Linked DNA regions of Mus musculus: region 2 is linked to region 1. The links are chromatin contacts, called in public Hi-C maps. All regions are on one chromosome and are shown on one strand. The core of a region is the stretch at or near the end of the contact, and the rest is flanking DNA. Distances in the headings are between cores, read along the strand shown. Region 1 holds the start of Ugt2a3 (UDP glucuronosyltransferase 2 family, polypeptide A3). Region 2 has its middle 26 kb from the start of Ugt2b38.

Region 1 (7,889 bases), core at 1,756-4,255:
TTCCAGTCCTGACTTCCTTTAGTGATGAACACCTGTTTGGATGTGTAAAGTAAATAAATTCTTTCCTCCCCAACTTGCTTCTTGGTCATGATATTTGTGCAGGAATAGAAATACTGACTTAGGCACTTTGCTACCCAAATATTAGAACTTCTCCCCTTTTTTGTGCCATTAGAGAAGGATTGTTTGATACACCAACACTGAGCTGCTTACTAATTGATTTTTTTTGTAGAAACTTCCAATTTCTTGGAAAGGTACATAGTGTGAGAGTAGGCCTATAGTCTACCAAATGCATTACAGTATGTTCAATTAAGGTGTCTATGTTACTCCATTGCAGTAAGCAGGTATCATTACAAAAGGCACAGACGGTTCATGACAAGAATTGAAAAGCAGATTCTGATATAGCCAGAACACTCACATTGTGTTTTCCCCCTTCAACTTTTAGGATAACCTCAATATTCAACTAATGATACCATCTACAGATCAAACTACAGCATTCCTGTTGAGGATGATGTCAGTCAAAGGCAAATTCAAAGTAAGAAGCTGAGTGGAAGGCACAAGCATGAGTGCATATAACTACAGCCATCTTCCTTTTTTATGAAGATGCCAAAAATACACAACTTCAACAAATGGTGGGAGAACTTGGCATGAGAAGAGTGGAATTAACCTGTATCTGTCACCTTGCACTATCTCCGAATACATCAAAAATCTCAATGTGAAAATTATAACACATGAAACTATGAGAGAAAACAGGCCAAATCCTACAAAGATAAGCACACGAAGTTAAGCACTTCAGTTGACAAATGGGACCTGTAAAACAAAAAGGAGAGGAAGAACTGGAGTGAAGGGGAATCCTAGAATCTTGATTCAGAATAGTTTACAGCTAAATATCAGATAACATATTAATATCGAGAATATAAAAAAATCCATCAAGAAAACAATCAAAGTAAATAAAACTTTGAGTGCTGGACCTGGAATGAGACTTCTCCGAAGTCTCACACAAAACCAACTAAAGAATGTCTTTTAAAGTGTTTAGTATCCTTAGCAATTAAATAAATGAAGCTTACATAAAATGATGGGCAATTCACATTATTTGATTATAGGGAAAATAGTAGCTGTCATACAGGACGATATTTTCTTCTCTCAGTTGTGGCCCTGCTGAGAAGAGATGACAAGGTGTCACTCATGACTAGAGCAGCAGAGGGCCACATTGATTTACCTTGGATCTTTCTGTCCCTTTTATGTCTGATTAGCACTGTAATTTGCTCTGTCACATCACAACCTCACTATTAACACTGTCATATTGAAAAGTTTGTTAGAGTAGTTTATATTTGAGGTAGTAGAATACAGAAATATGGAAAGAGTATCAATCTCTAAATCCTATTTCTCCAGAGATTAAAATACAGTAAAAATGTTCACTTCACAAGCAATTACTTTTTTTTTTAATTTTATTCTGTTTTCTTAGGAATGACTGGTTTTTGCCTTTCAACCTGATATTACTCTGAGACTGACTCTATCAGATTCCATTCAGTTTTATTTATTTTTATCAAGAATCTCAATGATATATTAAACACCAAACAGATAAAATGGTGATTGCATGAAAATATTTAATAGTTCAATTCTTGATTGAAATATATTGCCAAGGTAGTTTAACCACAGTCTTCCATGACTCACCCTTAATTTGTGACGTGTATAAAAATAAAAAGCACCTCAATTAGCAGAAGAATGGTATAAATATAAGACCAATAATCGGTGGTTGCAAATAATTGTGTAATAAAATTCAAAACCATGCATTGCACACTGAATATTTCTCATATAATTAATTTATATTTCATATCATTACGAGCACAAAAGTTTTTTTTTTTTAATTTTTGCAGTAGTGTATTGTTTACCAATAAGAGACCCACAATTTTTTAAAATGTACATTTCACATCCTGGAATTAGTTGTCTCCTTGTATCTAACAAATAAAATCATGTTGCATTCCATTGATATTTATTTGTGGATCACTTCTCTTAGAACTGATAATGAGCTCTTAAATTTTGAAATACTATTAAACAGTTTAATGAGTACAACCACATAGCAAAAGGACTTCATTTTGCCTCTCTGATTCTTTATCTATAAGTGATTTATTACTTTCACATGTAGAGTTTTACACGAAAGTCAAAATTTATAAAATGTATTCTTGTTATTGTTTTTAAACATCTACTAAGCATTAAAATAACATTTAACAACTAGCTTAGTATGAAAACTCTTACCTAGGGTTTCACTGTAAAACTGATCCCAGAATGCAAAGTCATATTGCTGGAGCCAGTACTCAAACAACAGTGAAAACATCATATTTTTCACCCTCTCTGTGAAGGTCATATTGTCTGTCAGCTCACTCATGACAACCGGTACATACGAGAGTGGAATTGGAAGCTGGCCACAGTGTTTCTCCATGTAGTAGCCCATGCTGAACCTCAGTGTGTATACGAAAGGGATCTGAAGCACTTCTGCCACCAACTCTCCACAGGGAACGACAGGGTCTATAACCACTACATCATATTGTGCATCCCGTAGCTTGTCCATGAATTTCTGGTTGTACAATACACTCCTACAAATACTTTCAAAATCTCCAGTTACTTGAAGAAAGAAGTCTTGTAATGTTTTTGCTGCTTCCCACAGTGACAGGTTTGGAATGACATTCACAGCTAGATTTGCAATCTCATTTAAACGATTCTCAGCTGTCTCGATTTCATACAGCAAAGGAATATTCTCAAAGTGCAGTGGAATACGTTTACTCTGATCTATGATGATACTGGGGTATTTCAGGACTGTTACCTCGTGCCCTCTTGCTCCAAGCTCCTCAAGAATAGTCTTTAGATTCAGCCAGTGGCTCATATCACAGGGCCACACGAGGACCTTGCTGCAGAATCCACAGCCGGCCCAGCAAAGCTGCAGCAGAAAAAATGCCGCAACACATTTTTCAGAGACCATATTGTGCCTCCTCAAGTTGTTTCGCAAAGATTGAGGGTTTGTTCAGTTGAGTAATAATTTAGATAAGAAAGAAATTAACTATTAACTTTTAAACTTACAAAGACACGGAGCTCAAGAGAGTTCTATCCAATAAAACACCATAGACTAATATTATATAGATTACAACCATTTCCTTATGAATAGCTGGATATTCTTTTTTATTTTCAATTTTTACTAGATATTTTTTTCATTTACATTTCAAATGCTATTCTGAAAGTCCCCTATACCCTCCCCCCACCCTGCTCCCCTACCGAACCATTCCCACTTCTTGGCCCTGGTGTTACCCTGTACTGGGGCATATAAAGTTTGCAAGACCAAGGGGCCTCGGGTGACTAGGCCATCTTTTGCTACGTATGCAGCTAGAGACACGAGTTCTGGGGCTACTGGTTAGTTCATATTGTTGTTCCACCTATAGGGTTGCAGACCCCTTCAGCTCCTTGGGTACTTTCTCTAGCTCCTCCATGGGGGCCCTGTGTTGCATCCAATAGATGACTCTGAGCATTCACTTCTGTATTTGCCAGGCACTGACATACCCTCACTCGAGACAGCTATATCAGAGTCCTTTCAGCAAAATCTTGCTGGCATATGCAAGAGTGTCTGCGTTTGGTGGCTGATTATGGGATGGATCCCCGGGTAGTGCAGTATCTGGATCGTCCATCCTTTTGTCTCACCTCCAAACTTTTTCTCTGTAACTCCTTCCATGGGTATTTCGTTCCCTATTCTAAGGAAGAATGAAGTATCCACATGTTGGTCTTCCTTCTTCTCGATTTTCTTGCATTTTGCAAATTGTATCTTGGGTATTTTAAGTTTCAAGGCTAATATCCACTTATCAGTGAGTACATATAAAGTGACTTCTTTTGTGATTGGGTTACCTCACTCAGTATGATATCCTCCAGATACATCCATTTGCCTAAGAATTTCAAAGATACATTGTTTTTAATAGCTGAGTAGTAATCCATTGTGTAAATGTACCACATTTTCTGTATCTATTCTTCTGTTGAGGACATCTGGGTTCTTTCCAGCTTCTGGCTATTAAAAATAAGGCTGCTATGAACATAGTAGAGCATGTGTCCATCTTACCAGTTGGAACATCTTCTGGGTATATGCCCAAGAGAGGAATTGCTACTATGTCCAGTTTTTTGAGGAACCACCATACTGATTTCCAGAGTAGTTGTACAAGCTTGCAGTCCTGCTGTGACCAAGTGAGGAGTGTTCCTCTCTCTCCACATCCTTGCCAGCATCTGCTGTCACCTGAATTTTTGATCCTAGCCATTCTGACTGGTGTGAGGTATAATCTCAGGGTTGCTTTGATTTGCATTTCCCTGATGATTAAGGATGTTGAACTTTCTTTTCAGGTGCTTCTCAGTCATTCGGTATTCCTCAGTTGAGAATTCTTTGTTTAGCTCTGTACCCCATTTTTTAATGGGGTTATTTGAATTTCTGGAGTCAAGCTTCTTGAGCTCTTTGTACATGGTGAATATTAGTACCTTTCAGCTTTAGGATTGGTTCCTAAAATTCCTTTCCAGTCTGTTGGTGGCCTTTTTGTCTTATTGACAGTGTCTTTTGCCTTACAGAAGCTTTGCAATTTTATGAGGTCCCATTTGTCGATTCTTGATCTTACAGAACATGCCACTGCTGTTCTGTTTAGCAATTTTTCCCCTGTGCCCATATCTTCGAGACATTTCCCTACTCTCTCCTCTATAAAATTAAGTTTCTCTGGTTTTATGAGTAGTTCCTTGATCCACTTAAACTTGAGCTTTGTACAAGGAGATAAGAATGGATCAATTCACATTCTTCTACATGATAGTCACCAGTTGTGTCAAAATCATTTGTTGAAAATACTTTCTTTTTTCCACTGGATGGTTTTAGCTCCCTTGTCAAAGATCAAGTCACTATAGGTGCAAGGGTTCATTTCTGGGTCTTCAATTCTATTCCATTGATCTACCTGTCTGTCGCTATACCAGTACCATGCAGTTTTTTATCATAATTGCTCTGTAGTACAGCTTGAGGTCAGGCATGGTGTTTCCCTGAGATGTTCTTTTATTGTTGAAAAGAGTTTTTGCTATCCTTGGTTTTTTTTTTTTTTTTTTTTTTTTGTTATTCCAGATAAATTTGCAAATTACCCTTTCTAACTCTGTGAAGAATTGAGTTGGAATTTAGATGGGGATTGCATTGAATCTGTAGTGGATATTCTTGTTTAACCTTTTTACCTTAAGCTCATTAAAAACTGTGACAAAATGTGATATTTTAAAATTAAGTATGGAATGATAGGAGATATACCAGCTGAGTTTCAGGAAGGAAACTAGATAGAGATTACTAAAGAAAATGAATAGAAGAACATACAGTAACGAGAAACGATGTTAGAATTATGAACAATTGAGTTGAAAGTTCTCAGTTCACTGTAAAAATCACAGAATATGCAAAAAGAAACTAACCCCAAACAGGAGGCTCTGAACAATATTGAACTCTATGCTATGAGTGAGTTTATTTTAAATCTCTATGAAAATGTGTCAGAAGAATATAATCTTGGTCTGTGAATGGAACATAGCATTAGAATTCTTATGATTGATGCAAAGTGAATTAATTGACATTGTTTTAAAGAAAAAAAAAGTGGTACAGAAATTGTGGAAACTACCATCCAATGTCTAGCCTAGTATGAGACCCATGCAATGATAGGGACTCCGTTCTTCACAGTGCCTAGAGGGCCAGGAACCAGAGGCAGGAGTGTCTAGAGACCAAGGATAGAATCAAACACCACTGGCAGAAAAAAAAAGACATCAAGGAAATGATTGATAGTGATATTCTGCTATATTTATTGATTTTTGCCTAGCTCAACTGTCATCAGAGAGCCTTCACCCAGCAATAGATGGAAACAGATGCAGATATGCACAGCCAAACACTAGGGGGAAGCTTAGGGAATCCTGAGGAAGGGGGTCAGAAAGCATTGTAGGAGCCAGAGGTCAAGGACACCAGAAGAAAACACATAGAGGGGGCTCTAGAGTACTCTCCACACTGCAGGACATTGAGATAGCCTCTGGATCACGGGTGAGTGCAACACACCATCAGCTCCAAAGAATCACAGAGGGTCTAGTGCCAGCAGGAACAGGGACAAAGGAACCCTGCCCGACCAGAGACTGGGATTCTTTCCATTCAGGGCCAGACATGCCATCTTCTGCTTGAACCCAGCCTAGGGTGTCTAGGATCTCAGAGGACTCTCCACGCTGCAGGAACCCTAGCACACCCAAGACCACTGCAGAGCATGCGAGTGACAGAAGCAATAGAGCTTCTTGGGCAGGGTCCTCTTAGACCTTCATCCTCAGCCAGGAGGTGAAGCTGAGACCCAGACCCCTGAGCAACTTCCTTGCCAGAGGAGAGGCGGCCTACAGGGAACGCTCTGACCCCAGGACTCAGGAGGTGGATCAGAGCTCCAGACTTCTGGGCACCTATCCTGGAAGAGCAGAGCTTGCCTGCAGAGAGTGCCCTGACCACTGGGACTCAGGTGAAAGTTGGACTCCGAGGAGTGCTGACACAGGCTAACAGAATCACAGGAGGATCCAGCTCCAGCCAGAGACAGCTTGAACATTAACACCAGAGATTACCAAATGGCAAAAAATAAACGTAAGAATCTTACTAACAGAAAACAAGAACACTGGGTAGAACCCAGTATGCCCACCACAGCTAGTCCAGCAGGATATCAATTTTTACTTTATTAATCCTGCCGATCCATGAGCATGGGAGATCTTCTGAGATCTTCTGTAATTTCTTTCTTCAGAGCCTTGAAGTTCTTATCATACAGATCTTTAACTTCCTTAGTTAGAGTCACACCAAGGTATTTTATATTATTTGTGACTATTGTGAAGGTGTTGTTTCCCTAATTTCTTTCTCATCCTGTTTATCCTTTGTGTAGAGAAAGGCCATTGATTTTTGAGTTAATTTTTTATACAGCTACTGGACTGAAGCTGTTTATCAGGTTTAGGAGTTCTCTGGTGGAATTTTTGAGGTCACTTATATATACTAGCATATCGTCTGCAAATAGTGATATTTTGACTTCTTCCTTTCCAATTTCTTTCCCCTTGATCTCTTTTTGTGGTCTAATTGCTCTGGCTAGAACGTAAAGTACTATATTGAATCGTATGGAGAAAGTGGGCAGCCTCGTCTAGTCCCTGATTTTAGTGGGATTGCTTTGAAATTCTCCCCATTTAATTTGATGTTGGCTACTGGTTTACTGTATATGGCTTTTATTACGTTTAGGTGTGGGCCTTGAATTCCTGATCTTTCCAAGACTTTTATCATGAAGGGGTTGTAAATTTTGTCAAACGCTGTCTCAGCATCTAATGAGATGATCACGTGGTTTTTGTATTTTAGTTTGTTTATATAGTGGATTACATTGACGGATTTCTATATATTAAACCATCTCTGCATTCCTGGAATGAAGCCTACTTGGTAATAATGGATGATCCTTTTGAGGTGTTCTTGGATTTCTTTTGTGAGGATTTTATTGAGTATTTTTGCATCGATATTCATAAGGGAAATTGGTCTGAAGTTCTCTTTCTTTGTTGGATCTTTGTGTGGTTTAGGTATCAGCGTAACTGATTTCATAGAATGAATTTGGTAGAGCACCTTCTGTTTCTATTTTGTGGAATAGTTTGAGAAGTGTTGGAATTAGGTCTTTTTTGAAGGTCTGATAGAACTCTTCACTAAACCCATCTGGTCCTGGCCTTTTGTTGTTGTTGTTGTTGTTGGGAGACTATTGATGACTGCTTCTATATCTTTAGGAGAAACGACACTGTTTAGACTGTTAATCTGATCCTGATTTAACTTTGGTATCTGGTGTCTGTCTAGGAAGTTGTCCATTTCATCCAGGTTTTCTAGTTTT
Region 2 (7,889 bases), core at 1,962-4,461, 60 kb after region 1:
TTGCACAAAATGGCCAACTTCACTCCACACATGTATAGCTTGATGGGACTTCCACAGGCCTGCAGGTTGACAAGGCAGTGGAGGCAGCACAGCTCAGAAAGCAACCCCTTAATATCTCTTAACACCAATAGACTCAATTCCCCAATAAAAAGGCATAGACTAACAAACTGGATATGTAAATAGGACCCATCATTTTGCTGCATACAGGAAATGCACCTCATTGTCAAAGACAAACTCTACCTTTGAGTAAAGGGCTAGAAAACAATTTTCCAAGCAAATAGTCCCAAGAAATAAGCAGGAGTATCCATATTGGACAAAATTGACATTCAACCAAAAGTCATCAAAAGGGATAAGGAAGGATATACATCAAAGGAAAAATCTACCAAGAAGAACCCTCAATTCTGAACATATATGCTCCAAATGCAAGGGCACCCATATTCATAAAAGAAACTTTACAAAAGCTAAAAGTACACATACCTCACACAATAATTTTTGGGACTTCAACACCCCACTCTCAGCAATTGACAGATCAGGGAAACACAAACTAAAACTAGACACAGTGAAAGTAACAGAAGTATTGGACCAAATGAATTTGAAAGATATCTATAGAACATTTCATCGTAAATCACAAGTATATACGTTCTTCTCAGTACCTCATGGTACCTTCTCCAAAATTGACCATATAATCCATCACAAATCAGACTGCAAGAGATATAAGAAGATTGAAATAATCCTATGCCTCCTATCAGATGATTACAGATTAAGACCAATCTTCAATAAGAAGGAAAACAACAAAAAGCAAACATACACATGGATGCTGAAAAAGGCTCTGCTCAATGATAACTTGGTCAAGGAAGAAATAACAAAAGGAACTAAAGAATTTTCAGAATTTAATGAAAATGAAGATACAACATTCCCAAACGTATAGGACACAATGAAGGCAGTGCTAAGAGGAACACTCATAGCTCTGAGAAACTCAAACCAAACCAAAACAAACATACAAACCAAACCAAACCTAAATAAATAAATAAATAAATAAATAGATAAATAAATAAATAAATAAATAAAACCTCGACGAAGCATACACTAGCAGCTTTGCAGAACATGTGAAAGCTCTAGAAGAAAAACAAGCAAATACACCCAAGAGGAGTAGATGACAGGAAATAATCAAAGCCAGGGCTGAAATCAACCAAGTAGAAACAGAAAGAGCAATACAAAGTGTCAACAAAATGAGGAGCTGGCTCTTTGAGAAAATCAAGACGATAGATAAACCCTTTTCCTAGACTAAGCAGAGGGCACAGCAACAGGAACCTAATTTAAAATAATAGAAATGAAAAGGAAGATAAAACAACAGAAAAGAAGAAATAAAAAAAATTCATCAGATCTTACTACAAAAGGCTATACTCAACAAAACTGGAAAATCTGGATGAAATAGACAATATTCTAGATAGATTCCAGGCACCAAAGTTAAACCAGGATCAGATAAACAATATAAGCAGTCCCATATCCCCTAAAGAAATAGAAATAATCATTAATAGTCTCCCAACCAAAAAGCCCAGGATCAGGTGGGTTTAATACAGAGTTTTATCAGACCTTCAAAAAAGACCTAATACAAATACTCCTTAAATTATTCCCCAATGCCGGACAGTGGTGGCACACACCTTTAATCCCAGCACTTGGGAGGCAGAGGCAGGCAGATTTCTGAGTTCAAGGCCAGTCAGATCTACAGAGTGAGTTCCAGGACAGCCAGGGCTATACAGAGAAATCCTGTCTCAAAAAAACAAACAAACAAACAAAAAAATTATTCCACAAAATAGAATCAAAAGTTACTCTACCCAACTCATTCTGTGAAGCCACAATTATTCTGACATCTAAACGACACAAACACTCAACAAAGAAAGAGAACTTCAGACCAATTTCCCTTATAAATATCAATGTAAAAATACTCAATAAAATTCTCACAAACCAAATCCAAGAATACATCAAAAAGATCATCCATCATGATCAAGTAGGCGTCATCCGAGGGATGCAGCTATGGTTCAATATATGAAAATGCATCAATGTAATCCACTATATAAACAAATTCAAAGAAAAGAAACAAACTAGCATTTCATTAGATGATGAGAAAGCATTTGACAAAACTAAACACCCATTCATGATAAAAAATCTTGAAAAGATCAGGAATTCAAGGCCCATACATAAACATAGTAAAAGCAATATACAGCAAACCAGAAGTCAACATCAAACTAAATGGAGAGAAACTTGAAGCAATCCCACTAAATCAGGGACTAGACAAGGCTGCATACTCTTTTCCTACCTGTTCAATATAGTACTCAAAACCCTAGGCAGAGCAATTAGACAACAAAAGGAGATCAAAGGGATATAAAATGGAAAGAAAGAAGGCAAAATACCTCTATTTGCAGATAATATGATAGTATACTTAAGTGACCTCAAAAATTCCACCAGAGAACTCAACCTGATAAATAGCTTCAGGAAAGTAGCTGGATATAAAATTAACTCAAACAAAGAAGTGTCCTTTCCCTAGTCAAAGGATAAACTGAGTAAGAATGAAATTAGGAAAAAAAACACCCTTCACAATAGTCACAAATAATATAAAATACCTTGGTGTGACTCTAACTAAGCAAGTAAATGATCTATATGACAAGAACTTCAAGACTCTGAAGAAAGAAATCGAAGAAGGTATCAGAAGATGGAAAGATCTCAGATGCTCATGGATTGGCAGGATTAATATAGTAAAAATGTCTATCTTGTGGAAATCAATCTACAGATTCAGTGCACCCCTATCAAAATTACAACTCAATTCTTCATGGAGTCAGAAAGAGCAATTTGCAAATTCATCTGGTATAACAAAAATCCTAGTATATAGAAAACTATTCTCAACAATAAGAGAACTTCTGGTGGATTCACCATCCCTGATCTCAAACTGTAATACAGAGCAATTGCAATAAAACTGCATGGTATTGGTACAGTAGCAGGCGGGTAGATCAGTGCAATAGCATTGAAGACCCAGAAATGAACACACAGATCTATGGTCATCTGATCTTTGAAAAAGGAGTAAAACCATCCAGTGGAAAAAAGACAGCTTTTTCAACAAATGGTGCCGGTTCAACTGCCGGTTAGCATGTGAAAGAACACAAATTGATATACTCTTATCTCCTTGTACAAAGTTCAAGTCTAAGTTAATCAGTGACCTCCTTGTAAAACCACATACACTGAAACTAATAGAAGAGAAAGTGGGAAAAAACATTGAAGACCTAGGCGCAGGGAAAAATTTCCTGATCAGAAAATCAATAGCTTATGCTCTAAGATCAATAATTGACAAATGGGACCTCATAAAAATGCAAAGCTTCTGTAAGGCAAAGGACACTGTCAATAGGGCAAAATGGCAACCAAGAGATTGAGAAAAGATGTTTACCAACCCTACATCTGATAGAAGGCTAATATCCAATATATACAAAGAACTCAAGAAGTGAGACTCCAGAGAACCAAATAACCCTATCAAAAATTGGGTACAGAGCTAAACAAAGAATTTTCCACTGAGGAATACTGAATGGCTGAAAAGCACCTAAAGAAATGTCCAACATCCTTAGTCATCAGGGAAATGCAAACCGGAACAACCCTGAGATTCCACCTCATAGCAGTCAGAATGTCTAAGATCAAAAACTCAGGTGCAGTCAGATGCTGGTGAGGATGTGGAGAAAGAGGAACACTCCTCTATTGTTGGTGGAATTGCAAGCTAGTTCAACCACTCTGGAAATCAGTTTGGTGGTTACTCAGAAAATTGAACATAGTGCTAACTGACGACCCAGCAATACCTCTCCTGGGCATTTCCCCAGAAAATGCTCCAACATGTAATAATGGAACATGCTCCACTATGATGATAGCATCCTCACTTATAATAGCCAGAAGCTGGAAAGATTCCAGTTGTCCCTCAACAAAGGAATGGATATAGATAGTGTGCTTCCTTTACACAATGGAGTACTACTCAGATATTAAAAACAATGAATTTATGAAATTCTTAGGCACATGGATAGAAATATAAAATATCATTCTGAGTGAGGTAACCCAATCACAAAAGAATTCACTTCATATGTACTCACTGGTAAGTGGATATTAGACCAGAAACTTAGAATACCCAAGATACAATTTGCAAAACACAAGAAAATCAAGAAGGAAGTCCAATGCATGGATACTTCATTCCTACTTAGATAAGCGAACAAAATACCCATGGAAGGAGTTACAGAGACAAAGTTTGGAACTGACATGAAAGGATGGATCATCCAGAGACTGCCCCACCCGGGGATCCATCCCATAATCAGCCACCAAATGCAGACTCTATTGCATATGCCAGCAAAATTTAGCTGAAAGGACCCTGATATAATTGTCTCTTGTGAGGCTATGACAGTGCCTGGCAAATTCAGAAGTGGATGCTCATTGTCATCTATTGGATGGAACACCTCCCCAATTGTGGAGCTAGAGAAAAACCCAAGGATCTAAAGGGGTCTGCAAACCTATAGGAGGAGAAACAATATGAATTAACCAGTACCCCCCAGAGCTCGTGTCTCTAGCTGCATATGTAGCAGAAGATGGCCTAGTTGGCCATCATTGGGAAGAGAGGCCCCTTGGTCTTGCAAACTTTATATGCCCCAGTAGAGGGGAACACCAGGGCCAAGAAGTGGGTGTGGGTGGGTAGGGGAGCAGGGCAGGGGGGGGGGTATATGGAACTTTCAGGATAGCATTTGAAATGTAAATGAAGAAAATATCTAATTAAAAAATTGAAAAAAAAAGCTCATCTCAAAAAAAAAATCTTTGTTTAACCCTCAGAGTATACTTTATTTGATTATCTGAATAAAGTTGGGTATTGCTTTTGGCGTTCATCTTCCACTTCCTCTGGAGTGGTGGCAGGGTAGGATTTAAATGCAAATATTAAACCTGCTATGCCAACTTCACCTTAATGGACACACACCCTTTGTAGAGCTATTGTTGTGGACTAATGGTTCAGAACATGCAGGCATCACCCCTACCCTGGGATTCAACTTGCTGTTCCAATGATGACTGTGATCACACCAAGAGAAACTGATATTTCTCTTTGTTTTTGCATTTCTCTTTAGAATTTCATATAACGTGCTTCTTAAAATTCATTCCTTCTTACCATAATCTGTAAATCATCATCTTCCTTACCAACCCAACTAAGTACCCTTCAAAAAAAGAGAAAGAAACCCAACAACTTCAAGACTGATTTGCACATTCCAAATATTCTTGTGTATGCGGTCCTTCAGTAGATAGTAGTTGACTTCGCAGGAGCTGCACCCTTCTCCTCCTATAAGTGAACAGATGTCAAGAGTCCAAGGCTCTGTGTGGTGTGGACCAAGTGCCCCTCTCCTCTCTCCATGCTCAGATTTGGTTTGTTTCCATGTTGCACAGATTTTGTACATGTTGCTTTTCATTTACATGAATTCAAAACTCTATAATTATTAACTCTTCATGAAAAATCAATTTTGCTTTGGGATTCTAAGAATAGTAATACTGATCTGTGTATTTCTACTCAGTAAGGGCAGGAAAATTTGCACATAAAATTTAATTGAGCATTCTCGTTTTTGTAATTATCACTGAGATTTGTTACTTCCTCCATTTCTTAACTTTTTGTCTGCCTCACTCCCTCTGTGTTCTGTTGAAGCATAGATGAGACATTTGATGTGTGCAAATGTATGTTTATGTGTACCAAAGTGAGTTGGTGACATTGAGAAGACTATCTCAGATGTTTAATTGAAATGTATTTCCTGATAGAGACAGAATTTCTTGTTCTCTGTATTTTTTTTTCTCACTGGTGGTCCACAAAGCTTCAGGAATTCTCCTATTTATGCCTTCTCATTATGACAGTATTATTGGGATAGAGACATACAATACCATATCTAAGGTCATGTAGATTAGAAACATTCAAACTGAGCTGCTTATAATGCATTGAAAACATTTTATGCACTGAGCCATCTCTGATGGTTAGATATAATTCATTAAATATAGCAAATATATGTTAAACATGCAGGATATACTTCATTCTATGAGGTTTGCCAGGGAGTTCTGAAATTATTACCTTATTCTGTGCCTTAATGGAACTGATTCAGATACTGATGAGTATACTACTCTCTGCAAAACATTTTTTTACAGTCTATTGAAAACAAATTGAGAATCACAAGTGATATGGCTATTGAAAAAAAAAAACCTCAAAAATCTAAAACACTACTTTGTGACCTATGTTGGTTATGTAGTTCTTATGACAAGTTTCAAAGACTTTACTCTAGAAGTCAGAATTTTCTGCTACAGAAAAAACAGTTCCAACCCCAGGCTGATGATGCTTTACCAGCCCATGGCGCTAATGCTAGAATTCTCAGACCAATCTCATAAAAAGATCATTATCTATATGTCTACAATAAACTTCCTTTGAGACTGATACAATTAAGGATCATTTTAAAAAATTGTAGGTGATTAAGGAGATGGTTTTCAACTAAATAAATATTCTAAAACAATATCTAGAAAACTACTTTTGGTGTTCTGTATGAAGTAATTCATCTGACTCTTTTTCACATCAGAATCTCTTTGACTCATATTTTATTTCTTCCTTGAATGGTAGGATTTTCACTCTGACTGATTAGAAGCAGAGTCCTGTGATTCTTGTTTTCTTTTGCATAATGATGATCATAAGGGCAGTACCCATCTCTACATTTCCTTTAGATATTTCTTCTACAAATACTGACAAGGTAAGTCAGAAAGATAGGTTCATTTTTCTCCTTTTCTTAGTTAGCCAGTTAGTACTCTAGCCTTGGAATTCCTTTCTTTAAACGGTGCTCTCAACTGTACTCTGATAAGATCCACCTCAAAATTAGGATACAGATTTATGCTTCATTTCAAACATTTTCAATACTTGCTTAATGTTCTTCTACTAAAAAAAATTAATATAAATTAACTCTCCCCTGAAAAATCTTACATGTGCAGTGAATTAAATAATCAACAAATGGAGCAAATAACTCTAAAGGATTTTCTATGTCTACACAGCTTTGACAGTGATGTCATCATAATGTCAGCATTTTAAAATTTGTCCACAGAGATCACAACATTGATATCCAAGGTATTCACAGTCAAAAACATCATCTGTAATACTGTACCATCTATGGTGTGTATCTGTTTGTAAACTGGCTAAGGTAAATTAGAGCTTTCCTAAATGTTTACTTTTCACACAGTCATTTCTAGTATTGGTTCTTTCAAGGACTTTCACAGACTCATTATACATCCTCTTGCCATGGGCACTTTACTTCCCCTTTTGTGGAATCTGGACAAGGGCCCATGCAATTGCTTTGGACTTTTCTTATGTCATATTTCTGACCATTGACCCCAGAGAAAATACCATCACACCATGCTCTCCAGAGGTCTGGAGGAAGTCATCCATTTCCTATGAAGAAAGAACTTGATTTGTTGCACAATGACAATATGAGAAAAAAATCACACATGAAAATTTTATGCAAAAGCTAAGAGAATAAGAATTGAAGAGTTCTTAAGAATTTTTAGGATAGCGGTGTTAACATGCACAGAAGACAAAACTGGCAATATTAAACACTTTGGACGTCACAGGAAGCAGTGTAAAGTATACTAACACAAATTCAATAAATGCTCTCAAATTTTTTCTCTGGCTAAATAAAAACTCATGAGTGCAACCACCATGTATGAAATATTTATAAATTTGTAACATCATTACATTTTTCATCCTATAGGATGTATATTTTTCCTTGTTCTTTATTTTTGTTCTATGACGGCTGATTTAACATTATTAGCTAGTGTTTGTTGAAATAATATCTACATTGTAGTAGGTACATATG

Evidence for each region. Hi-C and Micro-C count contacts between places; a contact is called where the count stands out from the background.
Region 2: a Hi-C map of liver shows a contact between it and region 1, with 2.0 times the contacts expected there. The contact joins the enhancer-like site here to the promoter of Ugt2a3 in region 1. A contact is called at or near these places in 1 of 39 promoter capture datasets (liver), 5 of 484 Hi-C or Micro-C datasets (the AML12 cell line, liver, nephron progenitors and 1 more) and 2 of 115 datasets of contacts at active chromatin or transcription factors (intestinal crypt epithelium and intestinal villus epithelium).

Annotation. Positions count from the first base shown.
Region 1 is chr5:87,334,190-87,342,078 of GRCm38.p6, forward strand. Ugt2a3 (UDP glucuronosyltransferase 2 family, polypeptide A3) reads right to left here and starts at 3,006. Exons shown (of 6, transcript NM_028094.3): 1 at 2,254-3,006. The coding sequence starts at 2,974.
Region 2 is chr5:87,393,985-87,401,873 of GRCm38.p6, forward strand. It overlaps the pseudogene Gm2439. Among named protein-coding and RNA genes, the nearest start is that of Ugt2b38, 26 kb to the right of the region's middle. Within about 2 kb of position 3,212, at least 5 of the 459 cell types and tissues checked have an H3K27ac peak or open chromatin away from gene starts, as enhancers often do. A contact at or near this core is called in intestinal villus epithelium and liver, where this site is marked.